Linked DNA regions of Mus musculus: region 1 is linked to region 2. A link is a contact called in public promoter capture Hi-C data. All regions are on one chromosome and are shown on one strand. Each heading gives the region's core, a stretch centred on a gene start, on an enhancer-like site or on the middle of the called end of the contact. The rest is flanking DNA. Distances are from core to core; before and after follow the strand shown.

What was found. Promoter capture Hi-C pulls out the DNA fragments that hold promoters and counts their contacts.
Region 1: a contact with region 2 is called in a promoter capture Hi-C map of liver, with 6 times the contacts expected there. The contact joins the promoter of Dhx33 here to the promoter of Ndel1 in region 2. A contact is called at or near these places in 3 of 39 promoter capture datasets (liver and pre-B cells), 7 of 484 Hi-C or Micro-C datasets (B cells, CD4 T cells, CD8 T cells and 2 more), 3 of 115 datasets of contacts at active chromatin or transcription factors (double positive thymocytes, memory CD8 T cells and thymic regulatory T cells) and 2 of 9 other capture datasets (adipose tissue and liver).

Annotation. Positions count from the first base shown.
Region 1 is chr11:71,000,705-71,006,520 of GRCm38.p6, reverse strand. It overlaps Dhx33 (DEAH (Asp-Glu-Ala-His) box polypeptide 33), which reads left to right and starts at 2,089. Exons shown (of 12, transcript NM_178367.4): 1 at 2,089-2,404; 2 at 4,842-5,002. The coding sequence starts at 2,143.
Region 2 is chr11:68,851,829-68,857,918 of GRCm38.p6, reverse strand. Ndel1 (nudE neurodevelopment protein 1 like 1) reads left to right here and starts at 4,784. Exons shown (of 9, transcript NM_023668.3): 1 at 4,784-4,977.

The DNA of each region.
Region 1 (5,816 bases), core at 840-3,339, 2.2 Mb before region 2:
TTATTTTGTTTACTCAAGGCCCATAACTTGACATAAGTTATTTTTCTTTTAAGGGTTTGCTTGCCTTCCTAAATCAACATGGGGGTGGGGGGAGGCGCGTGGAAAACATGTCAACTTATTCTTTGTAAGATTTGTTTTTACTATTTAAAATTACATGTACTTATATGTGTCTTTATATAGGTATGTGCACATAAGTTTGGGTTACCTTGAGGTTAGAGGTACGGGATCTTCTAGGGCAGGGGTTTCAGGAGATGGTGAGCTGCCTGGCATGGGTGTGAGGGAACAAATTTGAGTTCTCTCAACAGTGAGCATTCTTAACCCCAAGCCCTGTCTCCATTCCCAAGTCAGTACATTCTTCGTGTACATCCTAAACACACACATTTTTTAGTAACCCCTAGTGTACTGTCAGAAGCTAAATAAAAACTATAACTGGGATTTGGGGGTGTTTGTTTGCTTGTTTTTTTGCTTCTTAGATACATTTATTAAGGTCATATTGTAAATGTTATTTAGATAACTATACAGAGATGTTCCGTGTTCTCATCTAACAGTGTAAGTTTAGCTGACATGATTCATCTTGAATGGGCTGACTTAGTAAAAGATGAGAGTCATTAATCCCATTCCTACCCAAATTTCCTGGTAAACCTGCGTGTAGTAAAGTTTCACGGGGGACCCAGATATTCTTTAAAAGGCTTTAAAGCATCTCAACAGGACCAAAGCCACAGGCCATACCGGATTCCACAACAGACAGATTCACATCTGGGTTTTTTTTTTTTTTTTTTTTTACAAAACAAACAAAAAAAAAACAGGTCTGCATACCAAATTTGATGGATAGCCTTCACATGAGTTGAGAATTATAGAACGCCACATTCTGTATAAGAAACACAATCCGGGGGCTGGTGAGATGGCTCAGTGGGTAAGAGCACCCGACTGCTCTTCCAAAGGTTGGAAGTTCAAATCCCAGCAACCACATGGTGGCTCACAACCATCCAACCAATAAGATCTGACTCCCTCTTCTGGAGTGTCTGAGGACAGCTACAGTGTACTTACATATAATAAATAAATAAATAAATCTTTAAAAAAAAAAAAAAAAGAAACACAATCGGGGACAGCGAGGGCACTGAGAACCCTACGGGTTCCAAACACATGGAGGCTCAACTGGCTGTAACTCCAATTCCAGGGAATCCAACACCCTCTTCTGACCTCCATGTGAGCATTGCAAGCAAGTAGTGCAGGAACATACTCCCAAACAAAACGCCCACACCCTCCAAAGATGAAAAAGCAAAGGTAACCACCCATTCACTCTGTGCCTGTCTTTCTGTGTTGAATTAGCAAAGCATCTAAGAGCTTGTAATTGAACAGGAAGGAAGAACTGGTTATGTACAAGTTTTCTGCAGGAGTAGTGAATACTCGCACTGATTAAGGTGTATACAATAGGGCTGAAAAGCTGTGTAAAGATTGAAAATCTAGTAGGAATGACTGGGAGGTGAGTTAAGGCAATTTTAGTTCCACTCATTTTCTTTTTTATTTCTGCTTGTATTTTTTGAGCCTATCACTTTGTGGGGAAATTACATGATATCAGAATCATAGAATTCACCTTTCCGTAACTGAAGATACTCACTAGTAGCATTTTCAAAATTCTTTGCAGCATCCGAAATGACTTTAGTCTCAGAAAATTTCACTTTCTACATTTATAAATCGGAGCTACCAGTGGGTACCTTAAAACGTACATTGTTTAGAAGAGTAAATGTTTGTGTTCCTCGTTAGATTTACAGAAATAAGTAATTGCCTTAAAACGTGACTATTGTTGGAGCCCGAGATGGGACAGTCATTTTTATTGGATAGAAATGAGAGTTTAGGACAACGTCATTACGCAACAAGACCCTAGGGAACCACACAGCTATCGTCCCCTGTTGTTACTCGGGCCGTTTTTTCGGTCGCACCTCCGACCTTGCTCTCACAGGATGTAAATGCACAGCGCATGCTGGGAATTGCAGTTCCTTTCCTCAAGGCAGGAGGCGGCTGTGAGGTCATCGGTGGTCGCCCAGCACGCCTGCACGTGGCGAGAAAGGGGCGGTGCGCGCTTGCTGTCCCCAGCCGAGCGGAACTGTCTGCGTCCCTGCCTCCGGCCGCGGTCCTCCCGACATGCCGGAGGAGGCGAGCCTCCCGCCCGCTAAGAGATTCCGGCCGGGCTCCTGCCCTCCCGGGAGACGAGTAGTGATGCTGTTGACGGCTGGCGGCGGCGGCGGAGCTGGAGGAGGCCGGAGGCAGACGCCGCCGCTGGCCCAGCCTTCGGCCAGTCCCTACCGCGAGGCCCTGGAGCTGCAGCGCCGGAGTCTGCCCATCTTCCGGGCGCGGGGGCAGCTATTGGCTCAGCTCCGAAACCTGGACAACGCGGTCCTCATCGGTGAGTGGCGGCTTTGGTGGATCTTCCTTGCTCTAGATCCCTGGCTCTGTGCACGAGGGCGGGGTTTCTTAGGGGCTTCTCACTTTCTTTGCGTTGGTTTCTTCCACAAACTTGAAAGGGTTTCAGTGCCCGGTGTGGACAGGGACCTCTGGAAAGAGGCGGACAGAGTTACCCTGCCGGCGCTGACCGCGCTCTGTGAGTTTGAGGATATTCGCCTTCCGTGACGAGGCGTGGGGAGCATATCGGAGGCTCTCAGAGAGCTTTGCAGGATGGGCCTCACCAAGGCTTTTGAGGAGGCAGCTGCGGAGCGGGTCCCTGGGGACCGGCATTCTAAGCGAGGACGGAGAGACTGGCGCCAGAAAGAATTCAGTTGGCGAGAACCAATTTCTTGTGTACGAGAAGAACTTGGCAGTGTTCGAAGGCAGGGACTGACTTCTAGTGGCTTTGCTACAGTATTGACGATAGAGGAGTTCCCGAAGGAATGTCATAAGCGAGAAAGAGACTGGAGTACTGGCAGTCAGTGGAATAGAGTGCTAAGGAGGGAAGTTCCATAACAATATGTAGACATGGTGGGGCGTGGGAGTGCACGTTGGATATGTAGTATTGATTGCAACTCCCACTAAGAATTTTTTCAAAATAACTTTAAGAACAGATCTGGCGTTGGACTGAGGAGTAATTAGGAGGTGAAAGAATGAAGGCAGTGGAAACAGGTTTCTGCTTTGGCCAACCAAGGGAAGCTGAGGCACTTGTAAATAGTCACAGATTTTGGCGAACTGAGCAGAGAGGACACTGAAGATAGATAGAACTAATGGATCAAAGTTTAGGAAATTTCAGAGATGGGGGCGCAGTGCCGGGCATCAGGAGTTATGGAGAGCCCACCTGGCACAGGAGAAAGGCTGTCTCTTTTGAAGTCACATTTGAGAAGATCCAAGAGTTCTGAGGAAAACAAAAGTTCCAGAGCCTCAAGTAGGCTTTTGGGGAGATGGAGACGGAAGACAGGCTGCAAAAACAGGAACAAGATGGACTGTAAAGCTGATGCCCAGGTGAATTTTGTCCCTCTGTTTGTATGGCTGGCATATTCTATTTTAGCAATAGTCAGTTGCCCTGGAATAGGAGTGGGAAAGATGCACAAGAGGCATTGATCTATGTCTGAGGTTGTGTGGAGGGTTCAGTAGGAAAATGCAGGATAATCAGATTCTTGGTCTGAGAGCCTTGGCTAAGTCTGGAAAGGTGAGTGGTCAGAAGCAGGCCGGGAGCTGGAAGAAAATGTAAGACTCATGGACCTGTTAAAGAGGATAAGCCATGGCAAAGAAGGGTGTGCAAGTTTCCTGAGTTGTTCTAATCAGGTGCTTTTAGAGGTACCAACAGACATACACAGGAAACAGCCTTCATTGAGTGCTTGCTCTGTGCAGTGTTTAAGCCTATGAAGAGAGCGTCTGCCCTCTGGAATTAGGGCAGAAACATTTAAGTACTTCTGTACTGTTTGAACCAGGCGTGGTGGTGTACGCCTTTAATCCCAGCACTTGGGAGGCAGAGGCAGGGGGATTTCTGAGTTCGAGGCCAGCCTGGTCTACAGAGTGAGTTCCAGGACAGCAAGGACTATACAGAGAAACCCTGTCTTGAAAAACAAACAAAGAAAAAATACTTCTGTACTGTTTGGAATAATCAGTGCTAGGAGAGAGATGAAGCAGGCACTAAGGATCCTAGAGATGAGGCCCCCTGGTACAGCCCAGAGGGTGAGAGCTTGCAGGCTGACTCATCCTTGAACTTGCCAGTTAGTGAGGCAGGTAGGTATTGTACCCACAGTAGGGTATACAGAGGCAGAAGGTTTGACGAGAGCAGCAAGCAGCAGCCAGAGCAAAGGGCGAGCAGTCTATGAATGGACATCTCGTCGTATCAGTTTTTATCAAGCTATATGACTGTCGTATCTCATCTGTTGTAACTACACCAGTTACCTACCATTATACATGTTTCCAGTTTTGATTGGGGTTTTTGTTTTGTTTTTCATTTTGTTTTTGCTATCATGGGGCAAATTAAATTAAAACATGTTTGTTTTCTTAGACTCAATTTCGGCAAGTGGAATTTGGAGCCAAAGTATATGAACAGTTTGTTTGACAGTCTGTCTATTATGTAGCTCTGGCTGTCCTGGAACTGACTGTGTAGACCAAGCTGACCTAGAACTCAAAAAGATCCTCCTATCTCTGTCTGCTGTGATTAAGCGCACTTGTCACCATGTCCAGCCCATTCTAAAAGTGTTTGAAATGTGATTGGGCCTCCGGGGAAAGAGTGACAGTGACTGTTCGCCAGCCACCTCCCAGGTGCCCATTTGCCTGAGGCTTAGCAACTCAGTGTTTCCTTTTAAGATTTTGTTTTTCCTGACTGTGAGCTGTTGGTTTCCCTTAGTCTCATTTGAATAAGAGTTTCTCTTCTCTCCTAGGGGAAACTGGCTCTGGGAAAACAACTCAGATCCCACAGTACCTCTATGAAGGGGGAATTAGCCGCCAGGGCATCATCGCTGTGACCCAGCCCCGTCGAGTGGCTGCCATCTCTCTTGCCACCAGAGTCTCAGATGAGAAGAGGACAGAACTCGGGAAGCTGGTACCTCATTGTGTTACTTGCTATGAGTACTGTTTAAGTAGCCAGCACCCACTGTGCTCCAGCCTTTTATTTTTCCGAACAAGTTCTTTCTCTGCCTCCCCCTCCCACCCACATCGTTATGTTGACTCAGTATGTAGCACAAACTGGCCTGGTACCCTGAGTTCTCAGTCCTTCTGCCTTAGCCTTCTGCATGCTGCGATTGCAGGGTGTGCCACAATACCTAGTTGAGCAGCTTGCTTCTTTTAAGTAAATAAATAGCCACTGCTATTTAGGTTATGTATTAGTCAGGGTTCTCTAGAGTCACAGAACTTATGGACAGTCTCTAGATAGTAAAGGAATTTATTGATGACTTACAGTCGGCAGCCCAATTCCCAACAATGGTTCAGTCGCAGCTGTGAATGGAAGTCCAAGGATCTAGCAGTTACTCGGTCTCATGCAGCAAGCAGGCGAAGGAGCAAGAGCAAGAGCTAGACTCCCTTCTTCCAATGTCCTTATATTGTCTCCAGCAGAAGGTGTAGCCCAGATTAAAGGTGTGTTCCTTAAACTCGGAGATTCAATCTTCTGGAATCCATAGCCACTATGGCTCAAGATCTTCAAACCAAGATCCAGATAAGGATCTCCAAGCCTCCAGATAAGGGTCACTGGTGAGCCTTCCAATTCTGGATTGTAGTTCATTCCAAATATAGTCAAGTTGACAACCAGGAATAGCCACTACAGGTTAATCTCAGCATTTTCGAGAGATCAGTGACTCTTGGTACTATCAGCTTTGCTTTCATAGGTATTGGCAAGTTCGGTAAATTCGATTTGGATTCTG
Region 2 (6,090 bases), core at 3,535-6,034:
GATAGAGGCCAATGCGGGGCATCACCTTACCTACTGAGCTGCAGCTCCAACAATTTATTTTTTTAACAGTAAAAAGTAGTATTTCTATTGTCTTTTTTTTTTAAAACTTTTGAAACATAATCTCTATGTAGTCCTGGTTGACCAGGAACTTGCTATGTAGACAAGGCTGGCTTTAAACTCACAGAGATCCATTTGCCGCACTGTTTCCTGAATGCTGAGATAAAGCCATCAGCAATTTCAGGCCTATATTACTGTTGTCTTGAATGACAAGAGTATAGGTACTAAAAGATTTGGTTTAAAATTTGAATGAAAGTGAAGGCCTAGGGTATGACCCAAACCTCAGAGCCTCTGTAACCTGGCATCAGTTACATGCAACCTTTGTACCAGTGAAAGTCTCCGTCTGTGTTAAGTTCTCAGGATTTGCAACATTTTCCAGACAGTGTCGGTAGTTGTGCACTGGGATTTATCACTACCTAACCATCAATTCCCTCTTTCATTTTCACTGAGGCATATTAAATGAGTGTGTGCTAAGTGCCTGGTGCTGTGGGCTATTACAGCTAAAGGGTCCTTGTCCTGGCTGAACTTAAGTTTGGGTGGTGGAGGAGGGTTGGATACCTCCATGGCTAAAAGGCAGTATTTTAATTTTTTTCTATTAATTACTATTCTTTTTTATTCATTTTGAGACAGGGTCTTATGATATAGCCTTGACTGGCCTGAAACTTACAATATAGATGAGGCTGGCTTCTGCCTTCTGAGTGTTGGGACTGAAGGCATGCACCACCATGCCTGGCAATATTTATTTAAAATAATTTGTGTGTGTGCGCGCATGTGCATACTTGAGGAGATCAGAAGAGGGAGTCAGATCCCATAAAGCTGGAGTTACGGGTAGTTGTGAGCCACCTGATTTGGATGCTGAGAACAGAACTCAGGTCCCCTGGAAGGGCAGCAAGCGAGTGCTTCACTGGTGAGCTACCCCTATAGCCCACATTGATTGTTTGTCTATTAATTTATTTAGTTATTGGTTTATTTTGTGTGTGTTGTCATGGTACATATGTTGAGGTCAGAGGACAGCTTAAGGAGTTAGTTCTTTTCTCCCATCAAGTAGGACCCATGGATCAAAGTCAGCTGGTCATACATTGTAGGCTAGCAACTTTACTGGCTCAGCCATCTTGTTGGACCCCAGAGGCAGTGTTTGTAAGTTTGCTTTTAACTACGCAGCCCTCTATTTGTGTTCTGAATATCCAGGAAGGCTTCCTGGAGGAGCTACTTTGTGAATAAGACTAAAGAAGGCAGACCTAGCCTCAGAGGTAGTCACAGTGCATAGGGCAGTGAGAGTTGATAAGATAGTCCTCAAAAGGAAGGGAACTGTCCTGGGACAGGGGGTCTTAGTTACTGTCCTACTGATGTGAAGAGACACAATGACCAAGAAAACTTGCAGACGGAAACATTTAATTGTGGGGCTTGCTTATAATTTCAGAGGGCTAGTCTATGATTATGGTGGGAAGCATGACTGCAGGCAGACATGGCCAGAGGGCAGCTGAGAGCTTACATCTGATCCTCAGAATCAAGGCAGGAGGCAGAGAGAAAGATTAAGATTGGGTCTGGCATGTGCTTTTGAAACTCTAAAGCCTACTACCCCTGGTGACACATCTCCTTCAAGAAGCCCATGCCTCGTAATCCTCCCTAAACAGTCCACCAACTGGGAAACAAACATTCAAAGATAAGCACTCATGGGGCCATTCTCATTCAGACAACCACAACGGGACACAGTGGTGCATCTGGTTAGACTCAGGGGAACTTCTGGATGCAGACTGCCAGGGTGGGTTGGAGCGGCTGTGTGGGCTCTGATCCTTCATGGCAACAGTAGCAAGGAGACAAATCAAGTTTGGAAGCAGGGACGCTCTGTATACAGTGGAATTTTAGTGATATTATTCTCAAAGCAATGTAGAGACCGCTAGGGTGGAACAAGAAGTCGTTCAAGGGAGGGAGATTGGGGTGGAGATGAATAGGAGACAATAGATAAACAGGTAAGCAGGAGGGAGATGCAGGCAGAATAAAGTGGAAAAATGAATGAACTTGAGTTTGTAAGGGGAAAGTTGAGACTGTGTGGTGACCACACTGGTGAACTGAAAGCCAGGCAGGGGACCATTACAGGAGATTCGATGAAAAGTTTGTGTTTTCATGACTAGAACATAGCACAACTGAGAGCATGTAAATAATTCTAGAGAATTCAGTTGAAGCAGAAGGAAGATCTATTGGGGTTTAGGAAAGTGGGCATGAGGCAGGTTGTTAGATTACTGAGATCCCTCGATCTGATCTCCACCTTTAAGGATTAGCAAAAAAAAAACCATATCGATTAAAGGAGTATAGAAAATTAGATGGAAGTATTCCCCCCCCCCCCCCCCCGTGTGTGCGCGCGCACACACAGGCTTTGTTGTTTAAGTCCAGGTGTTCTTATGTAGAACTGTAGGCTGTCCTGGAACTTTCCAGGATTACGGGCGTGCACCAGCACACCCAGTGAGCCTTTGATTTTTGTGGTGTCTTATTTACCTGATCCCTAAGTTAAATATGTTCCATCTCCTCAGAGTTTCCGCAGCAGGTTTATATGCACTGCGTAACTGTGCTGGCTAGTCTTATGTCACCTTGACACACAAACTAGAGTTATCTGAAAGGAGGGAACCTCAACTGAGATCCAGCTGTAAAGAATGTTTTAATTAGTGATCAATGGGGGAGGATTGTGGTTGTTTTCATCCCTGGGCTGGTGGTCCTGGATTCTATAAGAGAGCAGGCTGAGCAAGCCATGGGAAGCAAGCCAGTAAGCAGTACTCTCCCTCCCCAATCCCCATGGCCTCTGCATCACCTGCAGCATCCAGGTTCCTGCCCTGTTTTGAGTTCCTATCCTGACTTCCTTTGGTGTTGAACAGTGATATGGAAGTGGAAGCTGAATAAACCCTTTCCTCAACAACTTGCTTTTCGGTCATGGTGTTTCATTGCAGCAGTAGAACCTTAGCTAAAATAATTGCCTTTTTTGAGTATGGGATGGGCCAAAGTCCAGCATTCTCACTAGCTGGAGTTTGGACCCAGATCTCTCTTTTAGTAGCTGATCACCCTTTACCCATCGGAAGGGTGGAACTTGATCTGTTTCTTGCATTTTGTAGCAGAGAAGATGTTGGGATATTTACACGTGTTCTCAGAGATTGTTACATTGAACTTTCTGGGTCAGTCCAAAAAGGACCTTGTACTGGAACCTATGGGAAGTGCCCTGGAATGCTTTACAAAGTTTGAAGGGTACAGCAGCTCTCACCTTTTCTTCTCTTACAATGCTAGTTTTATAACTTGTGCTTCCTTTTGAGACTGTCATCTTCTTTACTGATTTATTTCCCATGGATTTGGTGTAATGGAAGGAGGTCGGGCAGTTTGCTGACTCTAGGGTACTATTCCAGCCTCTGGGCCAACGAAGATCAGAGCAGGGCCTTTGGCTTCTGAGGGCTCTGCCAAGCTAAGCCCATTCATTAAGAAGGGGATGATGCCAGTCCTAGGGGCAGAGCAAATGGGAGGGGCAGCAGCCTGGGAGATGATGTCACTGTTTTCTGAAGGGCCTGGCCAGCCATTAGGTGACTCAGTGTGTTTCTTAGCACCTCAGCCAGGAGGCAGGACAGAAGCTGTGGCCTTTTTATCTTTTCCTGTTTGGGTGGGACGGTTCCTGTCTTGGCACCGGGTCTATAGGAAAGCCTTCATTAATCACTTCTCTGCCTTAAGTCTGATTAGATTGAGCAGAGTTTCAGGTAGGGAAGCCAGACTGAGTTTCAAAGCTGTTCCAGGCCACTGGCCTGTAAAGCAGACCTTTTTTTTTTTTTTTTTTGAGTCTTATGTTACAATATAGATCTAATGATTCCAGCTTCAAATGTTGTTGATGGTTAACAGTAGTGTATGGAAGGCACTTTAGCCCCACGGTCTAGCCTATGTTTCCCTTCTTGTCAGCGTAGTAGTGGATAACAGTGTAGCTTCTGAGTTTGAATTTGCGCTGTAGGTGAGTGACCTTGGGGAACTTCATCTTGCTATTTCTTACTTGTAAATGAGAGTGACGTGGGGTTACTGTGACAAAGCAATGCACCCCAGTGACTGGTACAACTACGGGCGCGACAAACCGCACAGTGAACTCATAATCTCTTTTTAAAAACCCTATATCCTTCATAGTGTAGTTCAAGACGCTCTAGACCCCAGTAATCTTCCTCTGCTCATCAGTTTGGGTTCTCCTTAAAAATCCATCTCGCACCGTTTTTTGTTTATATTGACCTTTCCCAACCGTATACGTGGGCTCACCTTGTCTTTCTTAGGCTCAGCATATGTCTTATGCTATGTTGTTTTGTCTTCAAACTTCAAAACCAATCCCAACAGCACTGAAATAACAATTACATTGAGCATGAGACAGCTAAAGTTCCTATAGTTGTTCCCCAAATGCCTTTTTTAAATTTAAGTTTCTAGTTCCAGGACAGTTGTGTATTTCTCCTGTCTCCTTCGTGAGCTAGTACTCTATACTGGCTTTATACTGGCTTCCCATTTTAGCCTAGGGAACTACTCTCCTGCGCAGCACAGCTTCCGGAGACAGCACAGGGCTAAAAAACCCACCTCCTTCGGGGGTCCGGGGCGGCGCCTGCGCAGGACGCTGTCGCAGATCTCACGTCAGCGCGCAAAGCCTAGGTCGGCTCCACGTGACTCTGGCCTCCCACCGCTCCGCCCCGCACGCCAGCCTGCTTCTGCGCATGCTCTTGACTCCGCCCCCGTGCGTCACAGAATGGCCTCCGACACCCAGGGAGCCCCTGACGTGTCGGGGAGGAGCCCGGTGCGGGGATACGCGGAGTGGAGCTCAGGGCTGCGGAAGGGAGCAGAGCTGAGCGGCTGGGCGGGCCTGGCCAGGCCAGCGGAGCAGAGACGTCGGCCGAGCGGCGGCGAACATGCGCTTTTGACACATTGGCGGTGAGCTCCCGTGCGACGCAGCCTCTGGGGTTCGAGCCAGGCGGGCAGCGCCGAGGCCTGCCCCGGGGGAGCCTGCCTGACCGCCGCCGGGCTGGGGCTCAGCCCGCTGGGCCAGGCCGGGCTTGGGTTCTGGGGCGGCCCGTACCGAGACAACTGTTCCAACCGCTTTAACTGTCCCCTCCTTACTGGCGGAGGTGTGGCCCACCGGGGGCACCTGCGGGAGAGCGAGTCCCGGGCTTCCAGAGGAGGGACGGAGGCCGGGACGTGGCACCGGGGGCTGAGGCGCTGACGGCTCGAGGAGTGGCCCAGTTGGGGTGGCGGAGGCGCGCCCAGCTTCTCGCTCCACCCATCCTTGATTCCCTGGAGCTGCCGGGGTGGTTAGGAGCCGGGCAGGATCTTGATTTCCCAGCGCCCCAGATGCGGGAGGCGAGAGCAGGAGCAGCCCGCGTTGGCAGAGACTGGCAGTCTCGTGACTGCCTGCCCCGAACTGCTAATCATCCTCTTTGGAGTTGGGGAAAGTCTCACTAACCAACCGACCCCGGTTGCTTGGATTCGCTTCTTATTTTTCTCTGAGAAACGATGAGGTGACTAACACTTTTAAGTTTAAGGCGAGTGAGGGTCCTTTTCATTACCCGGGCCCATTCCTGTAGCGTTTGTAAACATTTTAGAACATTTGCTGTTTGTACTTGCGACGGATACTGTAAGTCACTTTTTGCTGGATGGGGAAATTGAACCTAGGTACAGGAGGTTGGGGCAACTGAGTGATTTTTATTTGGGTTCCACTAACTGGTGAGAAGTTTAGCTTGGGTTACAATTTACCTTTCTAAGCTCAGGGTTCTGGTTTCTGTTTTCATGAGATTTTTTTTTTTTAACTTCTTCAGCCGGAAAGAGGACTGAACATTGGACTTGTTAAAGATAATACCAGAAGTTACTAGATGACTTATTTATTTTCGAGTAAATTGACCAAAAAAACCAAAAAAACCCCAAACCAAACAACAACAACAAACAAAAAACCCCCAAAAGCTCAGTTACTAGAAAAATCTTATCCTGAAGCTTGCTCATGAGTGGCTGGTTGTTAGTCTGAAAATTATGTTGCTTTCACTGCACTTAAGA